Regions from separate parts of the Mus musculus genome. Here regions 1 and 2 are each linked to region 3. A link is a contact called in public ChIA-PET and HiChIP or PLAC-seq data. All regions are on one chromosome and are shown on one strand. The core of a region is the stretch at or near the end of the contact, and the rest is flanking DNA. Distances in the headings are between cores, read along the strand shown.

The links. ChIA-PET counts read pairs in DNA pulled down with a chosen protein or histone mark. HiChIP or PLAC-seq counts read pairs in DNA pulled down with a chosen protein or histone mark.
Region 1: an RNA polymerase II ChIA-PET map of memory CD8 T cells shows a contact between it and region 3, with 7 read pairs. The contact joins the promoter of Vps39 here to the promoter of Mga in region 3. A contact is called at or near these places in 2 of 115 datasets of contacts at active chromatin or transcription factors (bone marrow-derived macrophages and memory CD8 T cells).
Region 2: a contact with region 3 is called in an H3K27ac HiChIP or PLAC-seq map of microglia, with 5 times the contacts expected there. The contact joins the promoter of Ehd4 here to the promoter of Mga in region 3. A contact is called at or near these places in 6 of 39 promoter capture datasets (the HPC-7 cell line, cranial neural crest, erythroid cells and 3 more), 3 of 484 Hi-C or Micro-C datasets (CD4 T cells, LSK cells and neutrophils) and 3 of 115 datasets of contacts at active chromatin or transcription factors (bone marrow-derived macrophages, memory CD8 T cells and microglia).

The regions. Positions count from the first base shown.
Region 1 is chr2:120,350,757-120,354,784 of GRCm38.p6, forward strand. Vps39 (VPS39 HOPS complex subunit) reads right to left here and starts at 2,381. Exons shown (of 25, transcript NM_178851.4): 1 at 2,159-2,381. The coding sequence starts at 2,231.
Region 2 is chr2:120,152,533-120,156,406 of GRCm38.p6, forward strand. Ehd4 (EH-domain containing 4) reads right to left here and starts at 2,043. Exons shown (of 6, transcript NM_133838.4): 1 at 1,708-2,043. The coding sequence starts at 1,943.
Region 3 is chr2:119,895,102-119,898,908 of GRCm38.p6, forward strand. Mga (MAX gene associated) reads left to right here and starts at 2,127. Exons shown (of 24, transcript NM_013720.2): 1 at 2,127-2,245.

The DNA of each region.
Region 1 (4,028 bases), core at 1,131-3,630, 460 kb after region 3:
GATTAGGGCAAGTTTGATCTTTGCCTTCAAGATAACTAATTTTTTCTTTCTTTGTTTGCAACTACTACTTAACAAACCAAGACAGAAAAGAGTCAACCACCAAACAACAATCCTCTTGGGGCCCTAGCATTCATGTACCCTCTGAAAGTCCCCAGAATTCCAAAGGTCACACAATTGCAGAACCAAAGGCAAAATCACACCCCATGCATAAGGCAAATCATAGTCAGCTGCAGTGGACAGTCTGAAGCGGCCCCATACTACAAACCTGGGATTAAATCAGAAATATATTCTCATAATATTTCTGCGCTTTTTAACATTTTTTAAAAGACATCAAAACCCCAAAAATTGTCTTGTTAGGGTCATGCTATTAGACATCCCAATGCCAAAAAGGCAGCTGGATTCTATAACTGGAGCTCAAGGAAACCTTCAATGTCCTCATTTCTGTTGCCCACAAGAGAGACAGATTATGCCAGTCTTTCAGCTTAAATTTTGTCTGGGTCTTCATGTTCTGATTGCTAGATGAACTTTCCAGACCAACATACACAAAAGGTACAATGACTAGAAGTAGCAATAATTGCTAGTGCTAAAGCAGCAATAGTTATTATCTAAAGCCTGAAAGTGAACAACCTTCCTGTACTCCAGCAGCGACCTTAGTAGCCGAGGGGACCGGGCATTTCTCCTGTTTGGTGTGGGGTCAAAGCAGGACAAAAGCCACTTATCATTCCCAAGCTGGTCTTGAGGAGCTGAGCTAAGTGGCCTCTTTACTCTGACAATGTGGAGTCAATGAGTCTCTCTCAGAGGAGCAGTCAATGACTGTGACACGCTAAGGCAAGTGTGTGGCAGGCAGTTGCACTCATCTTGCTTGGATGTTCTGCCTTAGACTGAACTGAATACCTGCCCTACGTGTTGAAATAGGTAGCACACACTTCTGGTATCATCTATCTGGTGTCATAACCTGTCCTCATGCTTTTGACCCCCAAAGTGTTCTGGGTACACAGATACTATTTCTCATTCATCCTTGTATTCCTGTCCATAGTAGAGAGAACGGTACAGGTGGGTATCCAGAACATATTTAATGAAACAAAAGAGAAATGAACCCCTCCATGTATTATTCTCTATTGAGAGCACTTTCCTCCAGGAAATGAGGTTTTCTTGAGATGGCTGTAGGAAATTGGGTTCTATTCTCTCCCTAATTCAAAGGACTACATCAGTTTACATTGGAGGTACTATTTTACAGAGGCTAGGGGCTGCTCAAAGAAGAGCACAGGGAAAAAAAAAAAAAAAAGATGTGAATCCCTCTAAGGAGGCCACAAAGAACCTGCAAGGATGCCTGGGAAGCGCTAGCAACAGATGCTCGGCACACTGGTCACCATCAACATTTCCTTGTGGTCCATCGTGGTGCCTTCCTTAGGGTAAACTCTACGTACAGATTCTGAACTTTACCTTTGTATGGGCCCTTGATGTTTCTTGATATTTAGGGCATGGACATTAACAGAAAAGACTGAATTATTTTTACGTAGCCTGTTATGGGTAATAACGATGCATAGAAAAGCACTCGATGTAGCCTGAGAGCCAAGATTTACGTTCTTGAACTCCAGAAAACATGAAGGATGCTGACCTTGCTTTCTGCATTGGTCAATCCCAAGAAAAAGTATACAAGGTCGCATGGGTCAGGTTTCACAGCAATCTGTTATGATGCTCTTCCACTTCAGTCAGGTAACTTGGGCACCTCACGACATAAGGTAGTTATATGAGCTAACTACTAAAAGGAAAAATAAACTAAGTGAACACTAAATGCTCTGAAGCATACGGTGCTAACATTGTCTGTCACCTAGAACACACCGCAATCATTTAACAAGGTGAAGCACCTGGCAGGCTTTGCCCTTTTCACTCAAGACTTCTTGGGAACCGAAATGGGCCCCAACAGAGCACATTAATAATGTGAGCTCAGCCTCCAACTGCATAGCGCACAAGAGAGAGCGCGGAGCGTCCACAAATGGACTGTCCTTAGCAATCACGCAAGCCGCCCGGGGTCCAGTCACGTCCGCCCTCTCTGACAGCCTGCGTCCGCAGCCCACCCACAGGGTCAGACGCCTTGCCTCTCTATAGCTCGGCGTGAGGGGCCGCTGCCTCCCTGACCCGAGGCCCCGCGGCTCACCCCAGGCAGCCAGGCAGTCGATCTGCAGGGGAAGCTTTTCCAGGATCGGCACCGGCTCGAAAGCGTCATGCATGGCTGCGGGAGCTTCACCGCCACTGTCCCGCCCCTGCTGCTGGGAGGAGCCTGCCGTCCGAAAACAGGGAAGACTCGTATTCCACCAGGGACCCCTGCTACAGGGCCTTCAGCAACAACTCCATCCTCGCCGCCGGACTTCCTGTTGCCTTAAGCCCGCCCCTTCCGCAGCAGAAGCTCCGCCCCCAACCCGAGTTCACATCCATACCAGCTGCTCAGAGTCCCTTGGTGTTTGTGGTGGTAGAAGAGAAACTGATCTTTTTTTTTTTTTTTTTAAAGATTTATTTATTTGTTTTATTTATATGAGTACACTATAGCTGTCTTTAGACACACCAGAAGAGGGCATCAGACCCCATTACAGATGGTTGTGAGCCACCATGTGGTTGCTGGGAATTGAACTCAGGACCTTTGGAAGTGCAGTCAGTGCTCTTAACCACTGAACCATCTCGCCAGCCCGAGAAACTGATTTTAGGCAGTCAACTTAGTGAAGACCTCGCGATAAAGAGGAATTTAGCTCACTGGGCTGCGTGTCAGGAGAGATGGCAGCCTGACATCCCAGGACGCAGGAGGTTCAGAGTTATCTTCAGTACGTATCAAGTTTGAAGCCAGCCTAGGATACATGAGGCCCTGTCTCAAAAACCAGCCCTCCCAACCACGGAGGAAAAAGGAACTTCTGCCTTGGCGTCAGTCTTGGGTTGGAGATATACCACTTAGGAAATTTGGCTTTTCTTTTTCTTTGGAAATAGATTGTTGCAGGCCTTACTTTCATACTCTGCAAAACCTTCTTCAAAATAAGATTGCTTAGAATCGTGAACATCTGTCAAGTCTGACACACTCTAGCCAGTCAATAGATTGCTTCAGTACCATCATTACATTTCAGCTAATTCTTAGTTGTACCTTAGGTTTACATTGTTAAAGCTGTAGACCAGTGATTCTCTCCTAGTGCCTAGTCAAGCAAGTTTTGAAAAATTCAGGCTCAGACCTCATTCCAACTTTACTCAAACTTTGGAGAGTAGTATGAACTCAAGTAAGTTCATACACTTGAACAGGAAAGCCATTATAGGCTAATGTTCCTTAGCCCGGGCATAATCCCCTAGGGATTGCATACGGGACTGTTATGTGTGCACTGGAGGATGTTGGGAAGCAACCTCAGAATCTACCTGCAAGAGATGTTAGAGAAGCCCGCCCAAAGGTCAGATACATTAATGAAGATGCAATCTGGTAAGCACTTCTGGCGAGCCACTGTTACTGACCAATGTTTCAGGTCAGAGGTCAGATAGATGTCTTCCTCAGCTGTTTTCCACATTATGAGAAATGGCCTGTGTTTTTGTTTGCTCGTTTCTGAGACATATCCACCCCTTTTACAACTAGCCAGCCTAGCTCACTGGCAAGCCAGTAAGCTCCAGGGACCCACCTGTCTCTAGTCTCAGTGTTAAGGGCACTAGCTTTGTCACATGGATGACACGGATCCAAACGAACCCGGATCCTCATGCTGTGTGGCAAACACTTTACAGAGTCATTGTCCTGGCCTCCAGGCCACTGCACCTGGAGACATTACTAAAACATCCGTTTGATTCAATCAATCCAGAATGGGATCAACTGATCAAATGTTTCAGGCCACTGCACCTGGAGACATTACTAAAACATCCGTTTGACTCAATCAATCCAGAATGGGATCAACTGATCAAATGTTTCTTATAAGACTTGCCTTGGTCATGGTGTCTGTTCACAACAGTAAAACCTTAAGACAATACCTTATTTCCTATTATTGTTCTTTAAGGGTTCTACCTAAGGTAGA
Region 2 (3,874 bases), core at 793-3,292, 260 kb after region 3:
TCTCCCACAAAGCTTCTCAAAACTGAAGCACAGAAGAATGAGAATATAACAAAATAATATGAGGCGGGGAAAGAGGATTGCTCCACCTTCCTGAGAATTGCGTTGTACTCTCCTACCTGAGGCTTGTTTACGAGTCAGGCTACAGTCAGAGGAATGCACTGTCTTCAGGCTAGGTCAGTACAGAATCAAGAAAGGCTCCCTAATTATGCATAGGTACCGTGAGGCCCATGGCACGTACAGGAGGAAATGGTGGGACTGCTGTGTATCTGCCACCAGTACATTTTAAAATGCTATACTCTTATTGCTCTAAGCTTAAAAGTTCTCTCTTCACTCCTGTAATATTATCCTGATAATTCACAACTGCGACTACCAAGACCTTAATGTACCACCTGCTTGCCATTTATTTTGTTTTTGTTTCCTAGGTTTTGTTGCTGTTCTTATTGCTGTTGTTTTGAAGACGGTCTTTTGTTGTCTAGTCAGGGTTATCCTAGATTGCGTTATGTAGCCCAGGCTGGCCTGGAAGGCAAAATAACCATGATCCAGCTTCCCCAGTCCTTGGATTACAGGCAAGCACCATCTCAACTAGCCCTTTGCATCTGTCAGTTACTGTAATATTTCTAGGTTCATTTCTGAGTTAACATATTCAACACTGTTTTCAGCTAATTTAAAAGCATTACATGAAATAATTTCAACATTATTTTCCCCCTCTCTTCGTTCACATTTCAAACTACAGTGTATTGCCTTTGTTGAGTTCATTCACAGTGTATCTACAGGCCTGGATTTAACATATTTCTTGTAGTGACAACTTTTCTATTTTTTTGGAACTCTTTAGGTCACAGGAGGGGAAAAAAAGGAGGTCATACCTAAAAGAAATGGCATGTCCCCAAGACAGATGCAGTTTTCTGAACACCTGTTGAACATCAAATGATGATGAGTGTTCTAATTCCAAAACTCAGGATCCAGATCTTAAATGTTCAGTCACTTTGCTTCGTCTGATAAGGATTTGAACGTCGATTCTTCCCAAAGATAGGGAAATAGACGCCTCATTTAAAAAGCAGTCCGTTTCATTGTAAATTATTTCTCATCGAGTCACTCTAGAGGAAGCTGTGTGGTTGGAACTGCAGGGCAAGCCGGTTATTGCTTCCGGAGACAGAGTGACCGTGACAAATATTTTCAGTTTGTCAAGGGTGAAGAAATGGAAACTAGCAAACAGTAACCTGACACTCCCCTTCAGTCCACAGGCTGGTGAGGCAGCTACACTGTAGGCTAACTTCCTATAGACCATAAAGCTGGATGATAGCAGCCCCGCCGCTGTGGCGGAACGTGGCACCTAGGGCATGGCAATACTCCTACTGTGGCATTCACTCATTCATTCATTCGTTCGTTCGTTCATTCATTCTCACTGTGCTGGAAGGTTACCTCTCCACCTAGGAGCCGCATTCCTTCATTATCACTTTCAGCACTAGGTTGCACTAATGATGAGCCTTGCCTTCTCTCCCTTTCCTGCACTCCCAGGCCAGGGTGACAGGCTCAAGGAAGGCCTTGGCAACAGCAAGGAAGGGGCTCGCAGCGCGCTGGGGGCCGGTCTCAGGGGAGGGAGCCTTGGGAAACGGGACCCGGGAAGGCGACGGGCCACCAAGCTCGGAGTGTAACCTGAGGGCAGGCCGTGCGCTAGCGGAGGGGTAGCGAGCCGACGAGGCAAATTACCTGATGAACGTGGTCTTGCCCGTGCTGTACTGGCCCACCAGCAGGATCATGGGCTTGTTTTCGAAGTCGGCGTCCTCCAGCGCTGGCGAGTGAAACTCGTGGAAGCGGTACGCCTCCTCCAGCGGCAGCACCTTGCGCTGGTACAGAGAGCGCAGGCCGCCCGTCACCGTCTGCACCGCGTCCATGCCGCCCGAGCGCTCGCGCCCGCCAGCCTGCCGCCCCATCCAGCTGAACATGCTGCCGCCCCACAACTTGCCGCCGCCGCCGCCGCACTTCAGTAAGAACCCCAGAACCCGCGTCGCTCGCTCTCTGTGCCCGACAGTAGCTCTCGCCGCCGCCCGCTCCTGGGTCCGCCCCCTGCCGCAACGACCAATCATCAGCCGCTGCGTCACGGGCGCGCGCTCATTATTCAGCAGCGATCTCAGGTCCTTCCTCATTGGGCGTTTGCCAGCGACTGGGTGGAAGCTCTAGCCAATGGAAAGGCGATCCTTGAATTATTGATGACGGCATCGGTCTAGAGGGCTGATCCCGGAGAGGGTGTAGTCCAGGCGGGGTGACACAGGCGCGTCTACCCGGGTACATCCTTCTGGCCAGGTGGCGTTGGCTTCCGGGCAAGTCTGAGCTGGCAAGAATGAACCACCGGAGGCTGTCCTCCTGGAACTCGACTCATCCCAAGTCTCCGGACGTGGATACTGGGGACAGAAAACTCAGAAAGTTGACAGACAAGTTCCTTTTCCTGGGGCAGGTTATTGCCCTGTTTACTACTGTCGAAGATACTCAGGCTCACCGATATAATTGGCAAAAATTGGAGAGAAAATGGACTTCAATCTATTTGCGCAGACACTTCTGCCTCCATTCAACTCTGGATCAATTAAAGGCCTCTTTCTGCTAGACACTAGTAGAAATAATTGACCATCACCTGTGTATCCTAAGCGAGAAATAGTGTTAGCGCATTTTCAGTGTGGCCAATGAGGCCAGCTGCATAGGAATAACCCAAGAGGCTTGTTAAAATGCAGGTCTCTAGTTCTTGATACAGACCCACCAAATAAAATGTTGAGAGATGCAGCTCAACAAATGCCTGCAGATGATTCTTGTCTGCATAAAGTTTGGAGAAAGATTGTGTGGGAATGACTTCTTGAACTTGGTGGAAATGCAGAGCTGATTCAGCAAGTAGTTGTAAAATTGCATTTTAAAGATCGTTCAGGTGTTGCCAGTGCAGCAAGGGTGGTTTTGTTGTTGGTGGTGGTGGTGGTGGGGTTTGGTTTGGTTTGGGTTTTTTATTTATTTGTTTATTTTTATTTTATTTTATTTTATTTTACTTTTATTTTGATTTTTCAAGACAGGGTTTCTCTGTGTAGCCATGGCTGTCCTGGAACTCATCTGTAGACCAGGCTGGCCTCGAACTCAGAAATCGGCCTGCCTGTGCCTGTGCCTCTGCCTCTGCCTCTCTGCCTCTCTGCCTCTCTGCCTCTCTGTCTCTCTCTGCCTCTCTGTCTTTCTCTGCCTCTCTGTCTCTCTCTGCCTCTCTGTCTCTCTCTGCCTCTCTCTCTCTGCCTCTCTCTCTCTCTCTGCCTCTCTGTCTCTCTCTGCCTCTCTCTCTCTCTGCCTCTCTCTCTCTGCCTCTCTCTCTGCCCCTCTCTCTCTCTCTCTGCCCCTCTCTCTCTGCCCCTCTCTCTCTGTCTCTCTCTCTCTCTGCCTCTCTGCTTCTCTGCCTCTCTGCCTCTCTGCCTCTCTGCCTCTCTGCCTCTCTGCCTCTGCCTCTCTGCCTCTGCCTCCCAAGTGCTGGGATTAAAGGCATGCACCGCCACTGCAGGGCATCAAGGGTGTTTATGACAGCTTTGTTCGTCACTAAAACTTGGAAACAACCAAGATGGCCTTTAGTAGGAGAATCACTAAACTATGTATATCCAGACCAAAAGCTGCTGTCTCTAGGAGGTGAACTTATTAGTGAAGTTTCTAGCTACAAGAACCAGATATATCTACATGCTAGAAACAACAATTGGACATTCAAGTAGAAAATCTGCATGCCTTGGAATAGCACCCAAACAAAGAGATGTTTAGTGCTAAATCTAAATAAAATGTACCAGATCTATATGCTGAGAATCAAAATATATTTCTAAGAGAAATGGAGACCTGAACATACTGCCCATACCTACCCTGTTCGTGG
Region 3 (3,807 bases), core at 877-3,376:
TCTTACTTTTTATAGGCTAACTAGACTCCACTTTGAAAACTTATGGGTATTGTACCTATTAAGGGATCTAATGCTGCATCTTAGAAATTTGTTGTTACCTAAAACAAATTAATCTGGAGGACCATTTCAGTAGTTGAGAGAAAAGCAGTAGGGTGAGCAAGCTGTAAATCTTGTCACCTGTAGGGAGATGGAGTTGTAAGAAAGTCATGCCTTTTGAGTCAGCAATGGAGGTCTGCAAGAAGCTCTAGAAATTGTGAGAAGAGGTCTTCAGAGAAAACAATGAGAAAGCCCTGAATGTGAGGGCAGACATTCTTAGGATTTTGGGAAAGTGATTGACAATATGCTCAGGAAACTAGCTACTCAGTAATGAAAATCAGTAATTGTTGAAAATTGAAATCTGGTATTTCATGTTTGCTTGGAGCAGGGAAAGAGCACCAAAGAGCATTTCTGTTGTACTTTCCCATGCAAGTTGTTCTCGTAGATTTTTCCAATTAGAGATGCTATTTGGGTTGTCTTTTTTTGAGATGCTACCGAGTCATTCATACCTTAGGGGCAGACATTTTACTAGTAAATAAACTCAAATTTTAGTCTCAGAAAAATGAGATTTTTTTGAGAAACCATTATAACCCTCGAGAAGGCATCTTGGTTTAGTAGGAAAGGTTCTTGAGTCAGAGAAGAGGAACGTGTTAAAGAAATGGTTTTCAGTCTTCTAAGATCTTGAATGGTTTTCCTGAATCATGGATTTCAGAAGTCTGTAAACTTTAGTTCAGTTTCTGCCTATGTGTTGCGTATCTCCTCAGGAATAAATAGCTAAGTGAAACGAAGCAAGTCAGATCAACCCTGTTGGCTATCCTTGTCCTTCCTCTTGGCTCCATCCTTACATTCTTGGTTTCCTTCAAAGTGTTTGTATTGTCACTTAGCACAAAATAAGTTTTTCTATTATCTCTTGAGAGTGAAAAGTTTGGGAATATGGACTGCATTTTATGTTTTCTACTTAATTATTTCGTAATTACTCCTTTTCACTTTAAACATTTACTGGTAGGTTAGCAGCATGAAAGTAGTAAATGGTAGAGAAAAAAACCTAAAATTTTTGATGTTTGGTTGAGAATTATTGCTCTCTGACTTAGTTTGGCAATTGTCTGACATACTTGTTGGTTAATGTTTTCTTTACATTTTTAAGCTTCATTGTCTTGAAGAAGCAACAACAACAACAAAAATATACATTGTTGGTTAATGTTTTCTTTACATTTTTAAGCTTCATTGTCTTGAAGAAGCAACAACAACAACAAAAATATTCTTGACCATTTCTTTTTAAGACATCTTTCATCTTGGTATCAGGCAATTTAGTGGCAGCTCTTTTTCCTTTATAGAACCTTTCTTTGCTTTGCTTTTCATTCCAGCACGGTGTCTTGGCAGCCTAGCCTACTCTGGAACGTGAACTCACTATAGAATTCAGGTTAGCCTCGAACTCGCAGCAATCCTGCTTCAGCCTCAGTGTTGAGAATATAGGCATAAACTTCCATTCTCTGCGCTCAACAAGGCTTTCTCGAATTTTCCTAGTGTTCTTTGTTGGCGAATATTGGAAAATTGCTTACTCTTCTTTCGTGGTGTTTGCTTCAAGCTTTTCCAGTGTTCTGGTACTTTCCAACCCCATAGCACTTTGTACAGGAGGTCCTCCGTTTTTTTTTTTTTTTTTTTTTTTTTTTTGAAGGATTTGCGAAGCCAGGAGGTCTATGAAGCTTCATGTGGGTGGGGCTGGGTACGGCAGGGGCGGGGCCGGTGAGAAGTCTCTGGGAAAGGCTGAAGAGTCTTGTTGGGAAAGGCCTGGAGGGCAGTGGTTTCAGAATTTTCACGAAGGCTTCGAATACAGGATTGAGCGTATTGTGTACCTCTCTCCTGTCTCTCCTTTCCTGATTCTGGAAGCTTCATAAGTTCTTTCTGGATTACTAAAATGCGAAAAGGCTACGGCTTCGGCTCCGTGGGCGGAACCCAAGGGTCCTGACGCTGCTCCGGGCTGTTTGGCCTCCTGATGTTGGGGGAGGGGCAAAGAGGTGCTGCTCGCGCCTCCCTATGCGCCTGCGCGGTCGGCTCCAAGCTGGTAGGAGCGCGTGCGCAGTGACGTGGACATCCGGTGCGTGCGCAGGCTCTTCAGCTGAAGCGGACACACGGTGTGCGAACCCTTCAGAATAACCCTCCCCTAGAGGGATGTGAAGGACTCGGGGTGAGGCCGGCCACGCCCCGCACGGTAACTCTCGGGCCTGGGTGGAGGGCGTCGCTTCAATAGTGGCCCGATTGGAGTTTTTTTGAGTTTAAACCACTTGTGTATTTGAACGGCTTGCCCAGCGTTCCGCAGAGAGAGCTTCGCACGCCTGGGCCTGGCTGGGCCTTACGCTGTGCAGCCTTTGGTCCCTTGAGCGAGTTGCGCATGTCATCTCGCACGCCTCCCCGACCTCACTTCCGTGTCGCTCGGAGAACTAACTAGGAACATCGACGCCGGAGACCGAGACCACGAGGCGGGCGGGGTGAGAAGTGCCTACGGCACGGCCCTGCCCTCGCGTGCGTGGGGTGTTGAACAGCATGGCACGTTCCGCGTGACGATTTCTAGCCTGGTTATCGATGGAATAAGCACAGGTTTTAAGAGTTCAGCTCTCTGAGTTTCAACTCTCCGAGGGAAACAACCAATGTCTGTTTCTCCAAGGAACTGGATGCAGTGTTTTGACACCTATTCAAACATTTCCTAGCGTGTAATTTCGGGTCAAATTGAGGCAAGGCCCCGAATTTAATGAGGGGGCGATGAGTGAGTTGAATGAGAGTGAGAACTTTGTAAACAAAGGAGCTGTGATTTGTAAGTGCTAATTCGAAGGCGGAGAAAACAGGTAGGGAACAGGTGGTGGTTCCTTTTTCTCTTTCTGGGGTAACCTGACTGGTTTTCTGTCCATAGGACTTCCCGTTTCTGTTGAATTTTCAAGTACGTCTTTGAGTCGAGTGTAAGGTGCGCAAGGGCATTAGCCTTCTCTTTCGTTCCCCAAGAATGTCTCTTTTTCTCTGGCAAAAGGATGGTAGCAGGCATGGGTGAAGAGTGCCTGAAGAGTGGCTTGATTAGTAGAACGGGAAAAATCTCCGTCTGAGGGAGACCCACTCTTGTTCGCGTCGCCGAAGCCGACACGTGGATCTTGAGAAGTTAGGGCTCACTTATGCTCAGTCTGTGGGTGTTGTTGAGCTTGCCAAGCTTGCGTGTCCAAGTGCTTGGTCAACTCTGCCTGTCTTGCTGGCTTTTTGCGCACGACGCTGCTGCAGTTAAGGTGCAGGAGAGTAGCGAGAGGACTGCTGGGAAATGGGCTGGCGGGGTGACTAGTTGTGTAGTCTCCAAGGTAACCGAAAGCGGCTGAACAGCCTTAGGAACACAGGGTTCCGCCTGGCTGCACGTGATCCTTGGGACTCTACCCTGGAAGAGTTTTCTTTGCGACATTTTTTTCATGTTTGTGGCTAGCTGAAAAGCGAGTAACTGGAGGCTGTTTTATTTTTTTATACATAGGTAGTAAGTTGTGTCCACTTAACTGCAACACAAGTGAAAGACCTGAAATTTCATTCCCTGGGTGCATTGGCATATTTATTTCAAATTTGCTGTCCATTTCTGCAGTAAAGGTTAGTTTTTCAGGTTCTACTTAGTAACCCATAGGCAACTAAAAGCTTGTTAACTTGAATTGTTTCAGATTAATACCTACAAATGGAGATATGTAAAAAATTTGAGTTTCAAAATGCGATTTAATTTAATCAAAAGACAAACACCATAGTGAGCCTCCTGTA